4 separate regions of the Hordeum vulgare genome follow, and all the other regions are linked to region 1. Evidence: chromatin contacts called from public Hi-C data. All regions are on one chromosome and are shown on one strand. The core of a region is the stretch at or near the end of the contact, and the rest is flanking DNA. Distances in the headings are between cores, read along the strand shown. Region 1 has its middle 95 kb from the start of LOC123403020. Region 2 holds the start of LOC123401343 (26S proteasome regulatory subunit 8 homolog A-like). Region 3 holds the start of LOC123401970 (plastidic ATP/ADP-transporter-like). Region 4 holds the start of LOC123401289 (3-ketoacyl-CoA synthase 11-like).

Evidence for each region. A called contact is a pair of places that touch in the nucleus more often than the background predicts.
Region 2: a Hi-C map of leaf shows a contact between it and region 1, with 2.7 times the contacts expected there. The contact joins the promoter of LOC123401343 here to the enhancer-like site in region 1. A contact is called at or near these places in 3 of 6 Hi-C or Micro-C datasets (leaf and seedling) and 1 of 1 datasets of contacts at active chromatin or transcription factors (embryo).
Region 3: a contact with region 1 is called in a Hi-C map of leaf, with 2.6 times the contacts expected there. The contact joins the promoter of LOC123401970 here to the enhancer-like site in region 1. A contact is called at or near these places in 2 of 6 Hi-C or Micro-C datasets (leaf and seedling).
Region 4: a contact with region 1 is called in a Hi-C map of leaf, with 2.9 times the contacts expected there. The contact joins the promoter of LOC123401289 here to the enhancer-like site in region 1. A contact is called at or near these places in 4 of 6 Hi-C or Micro-C datasets (leaf, seedling and an unstated tissue) and 1 of 1 datasets of contacts at active chromatin or transcription factors (embryo).

Annotation. Positions count from the first base shown.
Region 1 is chr6H:179,301,011-179,303,759 of MorexV3_pseudomolecules_assembly, forward strand. No RefSeq gene overlaps it. Among protein-coding and RNA genes, the nearest start is that of LOC123403020, 95 kb to the left of the region's middle. Within about 2 kb of position 1,286, at least 2 of the 3 cell types and tissues checked have open chromatin away from gene starts, as enhancers often do. A contact at or near this core is called in leaf, where this site is marked.
Region 2 is chr6H:180,037,037-180,039,736 of MorexV3_pseudomolecules_assembly, forward strand. LOC123401343 (26S proteasome regulatory subunit 8 homolog A-like) reads left to right here and starts at 1,370. Exons shown (of 9, transcript XM_045095126.1): 1 at 1,370-1,711; 2 at 2,631-2,700. The coding sequence starts at 1,513.
Region 3 is chr6H:178,733,617-178,736,353 of MorexV3_pseudomolecules_assembly, forward strand. It overlaps LOC123401970 (plastidic ATP/ADP-transporter-like), which reads right to left and starts at 1,376. Exons shown (of 5, transcript XM_045095836.1): 1 at 560-1,376; 2 at 111-374; 3 at 1-22. The coding sequence starts at 1,276.
Region 4 is chr6H:179,913,724-179,916,488 of MorexV3_pseudomolecules_assembly, forward strand. LOC123401289 (3-ketoacyl-CoA synthase 11-like) reads left to right here and starts at 1,411. Exons shown (of 2, transcript XM_045095063.1): 1 at 1,411-1,727; 2 at 2,026-2,765. The coding sequence starts at 2,033.

The DNA.
Region 1 (2,749 bases), core at 36-2,535:
TTAATGAATATATTTGAGAATTGATGAACAAATATTGAATTTGATTAACATTGTTTTTAACTCCGTGAACAAGTTAATGATGACATTTTTTAAACCGATGAACAAACTTTGAATTCGATGAATAATTTTTGTTCAAAAGGTGAAAATTGTAAAGAAGAACAATATAAAATGAAAAAGAAGACAAAAAAGGAAAGAAAAAAAACAGAAAAAAGAAAAGGAAGGAAAAACGAAAGGAGAAAAATCCCCACAAGGGGGTCGGCACATAAGACACCCGCGCGTGAGGTCGGTAAGCGCTAGGTTGCTCCCGGGTAACACTTGCGGAAAATAGGATTCCAAGGATTTTCCGTCCTATTTTGAAACTTCAACGTCACGTAATTTGTGCAACGCCCGTAGCTCCCCTTCAGGCTGGTCGTAATGCTAGTATCATAAGTAGTATCATGCATATCAACTAGACATATTTGATAAGGTAGCATAAAATTAAATAAAGAAAAAAGGGATTAAGTATCATATTATGATACCGTATCATATTAAATGTTGTGCTACTATGTATCATACATGGCAATAAATAAACTGTTCTATGATACTATTATATAATACTATGCATTACGAACATAGTATCATATAATAGTATCATATGCATGATGCTAATATATGACACTCTCCATTACAACCAGTTTCATGAGATGCAGCCCGATCGTGCTGCCTCTACTAATTATTCTCATTTAACCGTTCAAAGATTTGCCCATTAACCAATTGACTAGTTGCCCTCTGACCCATTCACTAATTTGATTGGTGACCAAATTAAACGTCAGCTTTTCCAGATGTTCATTGAAACAAAAAAAGTTTGTGCATTTGGAACAAGATCACAAATTCGAAAAGTTATGAATTCGGAAAAGGTTTGAGATTTTAAACTTGAAAAAAGTTTGTGACCTATGAAAAAGTTGCGATCCGTGAAATAAAAAAATGTTTACGCATCTGGAATAAAGTTCCCTTATCAACAAAAGTTTAGGATTTTTTTAAAATAAGAAAGTTCACTCACTTGAAAAAGGTTTCACGATTGAAGAAAAAAGGAATAAACTAGCCAAAGAAAAAGCGGCTAAACAAACACAAAAACACCAGAAGCACAAAACCGACCAAAAGCTAATAGAAGTTTTCCAAAACCTTGGAAAAATAGGAGTGGGCCTCCCCGCTCGATCGTCACGTCTGCACGTAATGCTTTGTATGAGCGGATCCACATATAATTTATCGACTAGGGTGTTGTGCGGGGTGTTTCCTATTTGACGCTACAGGCGCCCGTTAAAGTGCATTTTTGCAAACGGACGCTTGTAGCGCTCCCGCATCGGGCTGGCCCATATTCCCATTTTCCAAAGCTAAAAAAAGATCGAATGAGGGGGCTCGAACCGCCAACCTCGCCATCAGGCGTAGACGCTGGAACAATCACGCCACGCGTGCTGATACGCTATTTGTCATCTTTTTCACCTTTTCTTACTCCCTTCCTTTGTGTTTTTTCCTTTCTTCCCTTGTCCTTTTTTTCATTTCTGTTTTTATTCTTTTCCATTTTTCCTTCATCTTTCTCGTATGATGTTTCTGTTTCAAATTAATGATTTCTTTAAAAAAAATGATGAACTTTTTTTCAAATTAGTTGTATGTTTTTTCGAATTTGATGATTTGTTTTCTTAAAATTTGATGATTTTTTTTCAAACTTGATAAACTATTTTCAAATCACATGAAACTTTTTTAAATTATTTTTTACAATTTCGTTGAACATTTTTCAAGTTCGATGAACTTTTTTCAGATTTGATGGACTTTCTTTCAAATTCGGTGAACTATTTTCACATCCGAAGAAATGTTTTAATCCATTATTTTTTCAATTTCGATGAACTTTTTCAAAATTGTCGAACGTTTTTCAAATTTGATAAGTTTTTATTCAAATTTGGTGAACCTTTTCTCAAATCAGATGATCTTTTCAAAATTCATTGATTGTTCTTTCCAAAACACACGGACATTTTTCAAATTCAATGAACTTTTTTTCAAATTTGGTGAACTTTTTCAAACTCGACGAACTATTTTGAAATTGGATATTTTTTAAAATCAGTTTTTCTATTCCGTTGAATTTTTTTTAGGTTCGATGAACTTCTTTCAAAGTTGATGGACTTTTATTCAAATTTGATGAACTATTTTCAGATTCGATGAACTTTTTTAAAAGCCATTAACCTTTTCAAAACTTTTTTCCTTTTATTTAAAATTCGTGAACTTTTTTTCTAAATCTGTGAACTTTTTTGAAACCGGTGAAATTTTTTGAGAATCGATGAACATGTCTTAAAATTCGCGATTTTTTTTCTAAATCTATGAACTTTTTTTAGTTCGGTGTACTTTTTTGATAATCGATTAACATATTTTAAAATTCTTGAAGTTTTTTGAAAATCGATGAACATATTTTAAAATCATGAAATTTTTTCAAGATTAATGACCTGTTTTTGTTCAAATTTGATGAACTTTTTTCAAATTCAATATTGTTTCCTAACATTTATGAATTTTTTTAATTTCAATGATTTTTGGCTTAATATGTCATTGTTTTAAAGTTTGTGAACACTTTTTAAAAGTCCATGAATATTTTTGAATTAATGAATTATTCTTTTTTTCAAGCCAACAGTTGGCTAGTCAATGGTTGACATGTCAACCGTGAGTGAAAAAAGAAAAGTGAATCAAGGGATGTTAGAGAGCGACACAGCCAGTGGAGCGAGTGAGC
Region 2 (2,700 bases), core at 120-2,619, 740 kb after region 1:
CTGGGGTATGAATGGGAATGGGAAGTTTAGCACTAAGTCCATGTATAGGTGGTTAGAGAAACCACTACATGGGTGTCATTATAGATGGATTTGGAAGGCAAAAATGCCTTTGAAAATTAAGATTTTTATGTGGCAGATGTCTCAAGATGCGGTGTTGACTAGAGATGTGATGAAAAGGAAAAATTGGCCTGGGAATCCTTGCTGTTCTTTTTGTCGTTAAAAGGAAACTTCCCAACACCTTTTCTTTACATGTCCTGTTGCTAGGGGCGTGTGGAGGTCGATTTGGGTCACCTTGGGGACTGACAGTTGTCCTAATTCCTACTGGTAATATTATTCTTGGTGCAATGCTTTTTTACCTGCTGGTGGAAAATATTATACGGTGGGGCTTGCAGCTGTATGTTGGGCTCTTTGGTTGGCCAGGAACAGAGCTACTTTTGAAAGTAAATTGATCAAAACTCTCTTTGAGATTATTTTTTCAATGTGTTCATTCCTTCTATATTGGGCAGGATTGCAGCAGGAGGGCGACGCAGGAGAGCTACGTTCTGGTGCGGAGTTGGTGAGGACTAATACCATGCAGTTGATGAAGCGCTGCGAGACAGCGAGGCAGGGGATCGCAGGAGGATGAACGCGCTGTCCTTTGATGATCTGTGGGGGATATCCTGCTAGTTGTTAGCTCGTATATTTGGTCAAGTTCTATGCGTGCGATTTTGCTGTATTAGAGACTGCTTTTCCCTGCTCTGCTTTGATTAGTGGCTTTCAGGCTATGGCAGTCGGTTCGATGGCGAGCGGCTGTTCCATAGATGAGAGCTGGTAGTCTGCGAGAGCATGTTGGCGTATCCAGTACTTTTCTCTGTTTTTGTGTTGGCAAAACTTTGTGGTACTGCTGTATTTCCGTTTGAAGTAATGGAAAAGGGTGTTATGCTCGGTTCAAAAAAAATTTTATCGGGCCGGGTCGGGTTCAGGCCGAGCTTGGCAAAGCCTGAAGAAAGATCCCACATCCAAGCCCGACCCGGCCCGGCCCGAAGCACATAAACAACAACATTTTTAAATTAAATTAATCTTATTCATTATATTATATAAATTATTATACCTATATTTTAAATTAAAAACATTTATATGTACATTTTTAGCTTCATTCAGGATTTCGGGCCGGGCTTCACGCAAGAAAGTGGAGCCCGAACCCGGCCCAAATGTTGGGATTCGGGTTCGAGCCTTCGGACCGGGTTGTTCATGGACAGATCTACTTGGTTCCATAATGTAAAACTTTTTTTCCACACTAGGCTCTCTATCCACACACCTCCTCACCGACTTGGCCTCACATCCTCGCAGGAACGGACTATATAAAGCAAGGAACGTACCGAGCCAGCGGCATCTAGACCCAGCCCAAACAACCCTCTCCGCTTCCGGCCCGAGGAGAAAAAAAAAACTTTCTTCTTCCGCCGCAAGAAGAAGAGGCCGAGGAATAAAGCTTTCGTCGAGCGCAGGGAGAAGAAACCCAACCAAACCCCGGGGATGGCGACGGTGGCGATGGACATCTCGAAGCCCCCGCCGGCCGCGTCCGGCGACGAGTCGGCCAAGGGCGCGCGTGGCGGAGGGGAGGGGCTGCGGCAGTACTACCTGCAGCACATCCACGACCTGCAGCTCCAGATCCGCCAGAAGACCCACAACCTCAACCGCCTCGAGGCCCAGCGCAACGACCTCAACTCCCGAGGTACCTTACTCGATTCTCCACCTGGCGCCTCCCCCAAACCCTAGCGATGGCGCCTTTTTGCGTGAACCATTGGATCGCGTCAGTCGAAACCCTAGCTTACTCTGTGCACGTAATCTTAGCAAAATGCGGAATATTTAGTCTCGTCACTGGGCAAACGGTGATTGGCTGTGCCGATATGTAGAAATTCTCAAAAGAACCACCTTTTGTTAATAATAATCTAGCTTTGAAGATGCCCTGTTATTTTCTAGTTATTGTGATTTTGTTTTGATACAAAAACATGCAGCGAATTGCTCATATTATGGGCGTACTCCCTCTCGGCTGACTGCGTTTCAGTTACTAGTGGTACTCCTGTATTTCTGTGATAATCCTGTTGCATGAACGTTCATGGTTGCGAGGAACGGAACACTGTTTATCTTTTGCCCAAATCTTTCTCTCCAATAGCTAGATTCTCCCAATTGTACCCATTTATTTAATGTTGCTTTTTTTGTTGTGAGAAATTTGTGTTTTTGTTACTCTAATGCATACTCTTGGTACCAATAGTCCAAAACATGACTATTCCTCAATAAACAAATTTTCCTAATTTTATGCGTTTACTATTGCTTTTTTGTGAGAAATTTGCGCTTTTTGCTACTCTAATGCATGCATACTATTGGTAGTTTGGTACCAATAATCCAAAATATGACTATTCTTGAACAACTGGACTGTGCAATTGATTAAGCGATCTTTCTGTTGCCCTATTTTTTATGTCCCATGACGATGTCTATCAGCTTAGCAATATTGCCTTGTACCATAATGATGCCTATTAAGGATTCAAGTTATTTTTTCCTATCTTGGTTCAAGGTTTGGCACTTCTTTTTTGCTTGAGCTAAATTCATTTAGTGCTTCCCTCTAAATTGTCTCATTTTTTATTTATTTGCAGTTAGAATGCTCAGGGAAGAGCTACAGTTGCTCCAAGAGCCTGGCTCTTATGTTGGTGAGGTGGTGAAGGT
Region 3 (2,737 bases), core at 126-2,625, 570 kb before region 1:
CCATACTAAGCTTTGGCTTATTCTGCAAGTAAGATTCATGCACAGCACCGTCAACAGAAACTCCATATATATACAGGTAGTAAAATCAGAGAAACCATAACAAAGCTAACCTTCTTCTTGCGTTCGACCGGCAGAGATGTTTTATCAATAACATACTTGTTCACTCCCCAATAGATACCGGCAATGACGAAACCCAGCACAACCACTATGCTCATCATGCCCTTCAATGAAATAGCCCATCCGTCCACCCCTGGACCCAAATTCTGCCTCATGTTTGAGAAGTATTTCACCGTGCGACCAGAGAAGATGAGAGCCACATTGGCCCCAAGCCCGAACAGTGGGTAAAACTCTTTAGCCTCTTCAACCGTGGTAATCTATATAACAACAGTACGGGCACATGAGAAACTGTATAACTAGTACAGAATCATTTACTGCGACTGATTCTGAAACAGTAATTTATAAATTCCTACGCACACGTACTTATTAGTGGTTCACAATATTTTGGAACAACGGAGGACCCAGCAATTCTGCACAAACGAGAAGTGAGTGTACGGTGTACCTGATTGGCAAATCCCCAAAACAGGACGGAGATGACAACGCTGCCCCAGAGCTCCGCCATAACGTAGAAGAGGCAGAAACTCCAGACGCGTAGGATGGCGACGGGCCCCAGGAAGCTGGGGCCGAGCGACGCGAGGAGGCGGTCGGCGAGCGCCGTGGGGTGGATGGCGTCGCGCATAGGGTAGAGCACGTATCCGAAGACGCCGAAGAAGGCGATGAAGGGGAAGATGACGGTGTAGAAGAGCGCCTCCTTGGAGAGCACGTCGGCGAGCTTGGAGTAGAGAAGCATGAAGCCGATGGCCATGGGGAGGTTGACCCACGTCTTGAGGAAAGGGATGATCTCGGCGCTGCTCCCCTTGGCGGTGACGACGAGCACGTCCTTGGTGTCCCTCAGGATGGTGTAGTTGAAGAGGATACAGAAGAACATGAGACCCAGGGGCACGATCTTCTTGAGCGTGAGCGCGTCCACGCCCAGGAACTTGCGGGAATTGTCCGGCGCATCGCCGGGCACCGGCGCGGGGGAAGCGACGGAGGCGGCGCGGGGAGGCCTGAGGCACGGGCGGAGCGGGAGCGCGGCGGGCTGGCGGAGAGGGGTCGGGATGGTGGGGAGGCGGAGAGGCGTGGCCGCGAGGCGGCGGTGGCGGAGGAGGTGGACATGGGCCGCGGAGGGGAGGGCCGGGAGGCGAAGGCGGTGGCTTGCGACGAGGCCGGACTCCATGGGGGCTAAAATTCTCGGGATGGAGGATGGAGGAGATAAGGGTGAGGGGCTCGGGCAAAGCAGGGGTTTGCGCAGGGGAGGGTTCTTTCTTATACCACTCCTCTCATGCCCCGCTGCCACTACTCGCGAGAGATTAGAGAAGATGCCAGTGGCTTAGTGCGAAATTGGTATTATCCGACCTACCTTAATTGTGGTTAGGGCATCTCTACCAGATGTCTTAGGGCAACTGGAGCGCGTCGACACATTTTTATCGCCCGCACCTTCATGAGTCGAAACAGCTCGAAAAAGAAGCCAACATTCCGACCCAAATAGAACGTACTATCTGATTTTTTTCGCCTGCAATCCATTTCTAATTTAAATTTAAGTTGGATTTAAAACAATATAGATACGATGCGGATGCGCGCGACACCTCTCCTGTTCTCTGCCTGCCCCTCAGTCGGTGGCACATCCACCCATCCCCCCTCTCTCAAAACCATCCCGCCCTCTCGCCATGGCCGACACATCAAACCCCTCTGTCGTTGTGTCCGTCAAGCCCTGCCCCTGCGCAAGGAGCTCACGCCGAAGCAACAAGCCATATAGTCGGAGAAAAGGGTTGGTCGAAGGAAGGTCGAGGCCGACAAAAGAGAAGACGCCACCGCCGCTCGATAGGAGGCCATCATTAAGGAGAGTGAGGCCCTCGTCGCCAAGGCCACGAGTGGGACCTTCAGATGCCAGGGTTCCCTCACGGCGAGCATGGCTCTTCGGCTGCCCGCCCGCCATGGCCGGAGTCGTCACGCACCTCCACCACGCCGCAACCGCATGGCTTCCCTCCCCAGCACGAGTCGGGTGCATCCCGCCTCTCCACCTCACTCAGGGACTGCTCGTGTGTAACAGAGTGTGATCGTGTCGACCACCGCCGTGAACGTGGCCATCGACCTCAACGCCACACCTGTGCCCGATGGGTCGTCCATTGGGACGAAAAGGAAGCGGTCGAGGGAGATCCCTATGGTCAACCTGGTCGACGCTTGCAACCTGTTTGACAATACGTTGGCCTAGATGGTGACATATGATGACCCGACCAGTGATTTCATCATGGAGAACACCATTTTCGGGGGTGGCCTAGACTTCGATGCCGGCGAAACCCAAAGGCAGGACGGCCGTGACCACTTCACGCAAGGCCAGGAGGGCATGGTTGGCACCTTCATGGAAGGCCAAGAAGACACCGACGATTAATGGCAAGATGAATACGACGAAGAGAAAGAAGATGACGTGGACATCGAGGAGGAGCCTTTGTTTTCCGATGAGATCACTCAACAAGCCAATGCACAAAAGAGGAGCTGGCAAAGTATCCGGACCAAGGCATACATAAAAGATGAGGACAAATTAATTTGCAAAGGTTGAAAGGAAATTCGAAGATCCCAAGGTCGACGCAGAGAAATAATGATCAACATTCTGGGCGAGAGTTCATACATACTTCCGTGA
Region 4 (2,765 bases), core at 161-2,660, 610 kb after region 1:
TTGCTTTATCTAAAAGCATTGCGAAATATGCATGGCTTGGCGGAATGATTAACCACACTCAAAATCATGTGGTTGAGAATTATCAGAATCACATAACTTGATTTATCAAGATACTTCCATTTGTGTTACTCAATACCTACATGTTATATGAAGAGCAATATCATAAATCACATTGCTCAGAAATTACTTGTCCTCTGGATTATAGAAAGTTGAGGAAATAATTTGCAAACAAAATATTGTGATAATCCAACAGATTATACACAATCTCATGTCAATGGCATTGGTATGAGACATACTCCATATTTATAAAGTTCAGGGGAGTAATCTCCCAGACTATAACCTATTAACAATCATCAAATTGCATATATTGTACTCTTTTTCCCTTGATGAGTTTTTCCTAACGGTTTCTCATAAAAGGTTTTTAATGAGATAATATAAACACAAGTATCTATATATGCCATATCATTTTCTCCTTATATTTTTTCCACTGGGTTTTAAAGGAGTTTTCAATGACATGTACGATTGCACTATTTTCCCTTATGAGTTTTCTCTCGAGTTTCTCATAATGGTTTTTAGTGAGGCAATATCTTCTCAAAGATCATATGTTATACTTTCTATTTTCCCTATCAAGGTTTTTAAAGGGAGTACTCAAGACATAATTATTGTTCTCTAAACTCAAAGATGTTTTTTCTCCTTCTTCAAAGGTTTTCTCATATGAGTTATCAAGAGACAATAATCATTATATGTTGCATCATTTTCTCCTTATTTTTCCCATTAGGTTTAAAGGAGTTTCAGCAACGTATCTACACTATTCTCCTCATATTTTCCCCACAGGGTTTTTGGAGGAGACTTTAAAGATTATACAACAATTTCTCAAAATAAAGATGATGAACATTCTCGAAGGCAATCACATACAAGGAGGAGTCTTTATCAACATGATATATATTATAAAGACAAGCATTGATTAGGGCGAGTGTTAGGAATAAATTAATTAGGAGATAATCCCTGCTTATGTCGGTTGCTTAGATTGGCCACTGCTTCTTGTAAACCGCCTTTGCACCGGGGTATATATACCCAAAACTTCAACCAATGAGATGACTGTCCATCATTTGCTCTCTCTCTCTCTTTCTTTTATTCTTTCACAGAAACCACTGTGTTTTGTTTAAATACTCAGGTAATATTCGCGGATGTCGTTACATCGCGTTCAAAAGCTGGCCGGCCGTTCCGCCGGAAAACTCCAATCGCTGGCTTGCTCCCACCACGTTCTCTCCGTTCCAAAGCATGGAATCAGGCACAGCTGTCACAGACACCCCACGCACAGCCCACCGAACCAGCGCATGCGAGGCCCCACGTGGCCGCGGAACAGATCGCCCTTACGGGTACATTAAACTGTACCCAACTAAACAGCCTAGTCAGACGCGGGCGCCCCGGTCGTCGCCCCACCATCCAGCCGTCCGTCGCGAGCCGCCGGCTGCATCCAAGCTGGCCGTCCCAGTCGCCGACGGGTGGGCCACCACGAGGTTCCCCCCTCGTGCCATCTATTAAACGCCGACTTCCGTTTCGCTTCTCTCCCTCCCCCTCCCGTGTTGTTCGCGACGGCAAGGTCAGGAGAGAGACGAGTGCGGCGCCAGAAGGCGGCAACCGCGGCGGCGGCGGAGGAGGAGGACCCGGCGCCGTCTCCGAGGCGGAGTCCGGTGGCACTGATCGTCGCTCCGGCCATTTGAGCGGTATGCTTCGGGATCCGTCTCTGTCATTTCCGTTCTGAATTACTCTACATACCGTAATATTATTATTATTATTATTACCGGCCGTGGACTGTTTCGTGGGTGGCCGAGGGAGGGAGGGAGGCGGCCATGAACTCGAAACGCATCTCGATTCGCACCTTCGTTCCGGGGGAATACAAGATTCGTTTTGCCGTCTAGAATTAACTAGGGGTTAAAAGTTTCAGCTGCCAGATCTCGCATTTTGAATTTCTTTCCGCCGTTTTCTCTGGCCCGGCGTAATCTCCGTTTCCTGGATCCACAGGGGCACCATGTCCATGGAGGACAGCACGCCGCCGGCCGGTGCCAACGCCGGCGAACGCGCGAGCTCGCCGTCGCCGTCGCGTCGCCTGCCGGACTTCCTGCAGTCGGTGCGGCTCAAGTACGTTAAGCTGGGGTACCACTACCTCATCACCCACGGCATGTACCTCCTGCTGACCCCACTCATCGTGCTCATCGCCGTCCACCTCTCCACGCTCTCTCCGGGCGACGTCGCAGACCTGTGGACGCACCTCCGCTTCAACCTCCTCTCCGTCATCGCCTGCTCCACGCTCCTCGTTTTCCTCTCCACCGTCTACTTCCTCACCCGCCCGCGCTCCGTCTACCTCGTCGACTTCGGTTGCTACAAGCCCGGCCCGGAGCGCCGGTGCTCGCGTGACACCTTCATGCGCTGCTCCAAGCTCACAGGCAACTTCACCGAAGCTAACCTCGATTTCCAGCGCAAGATCCTTGAGCGCTCCGGTCTCGGCGAGGACACTTACATCCCTCCTGCCTTGGTCACCGTGCCGCCCAACCCCTCCATGGACCTGGCGCGCCAGGAGGCGCAGGTCTGCATGTTCGGTGCCATCGACAACATGCTTGCCAAGACCGGGGTGAAGCCCAAGGACATTGGGATTCTTGTTGTGAATTGCAGCCTGTTCAACCCGACGCCGTCACTGTCCGCCATGGTGGTGAACCATTACAAGCTGAGAGGGAACATAATCAGCTACAATCTGGGAGGAATGG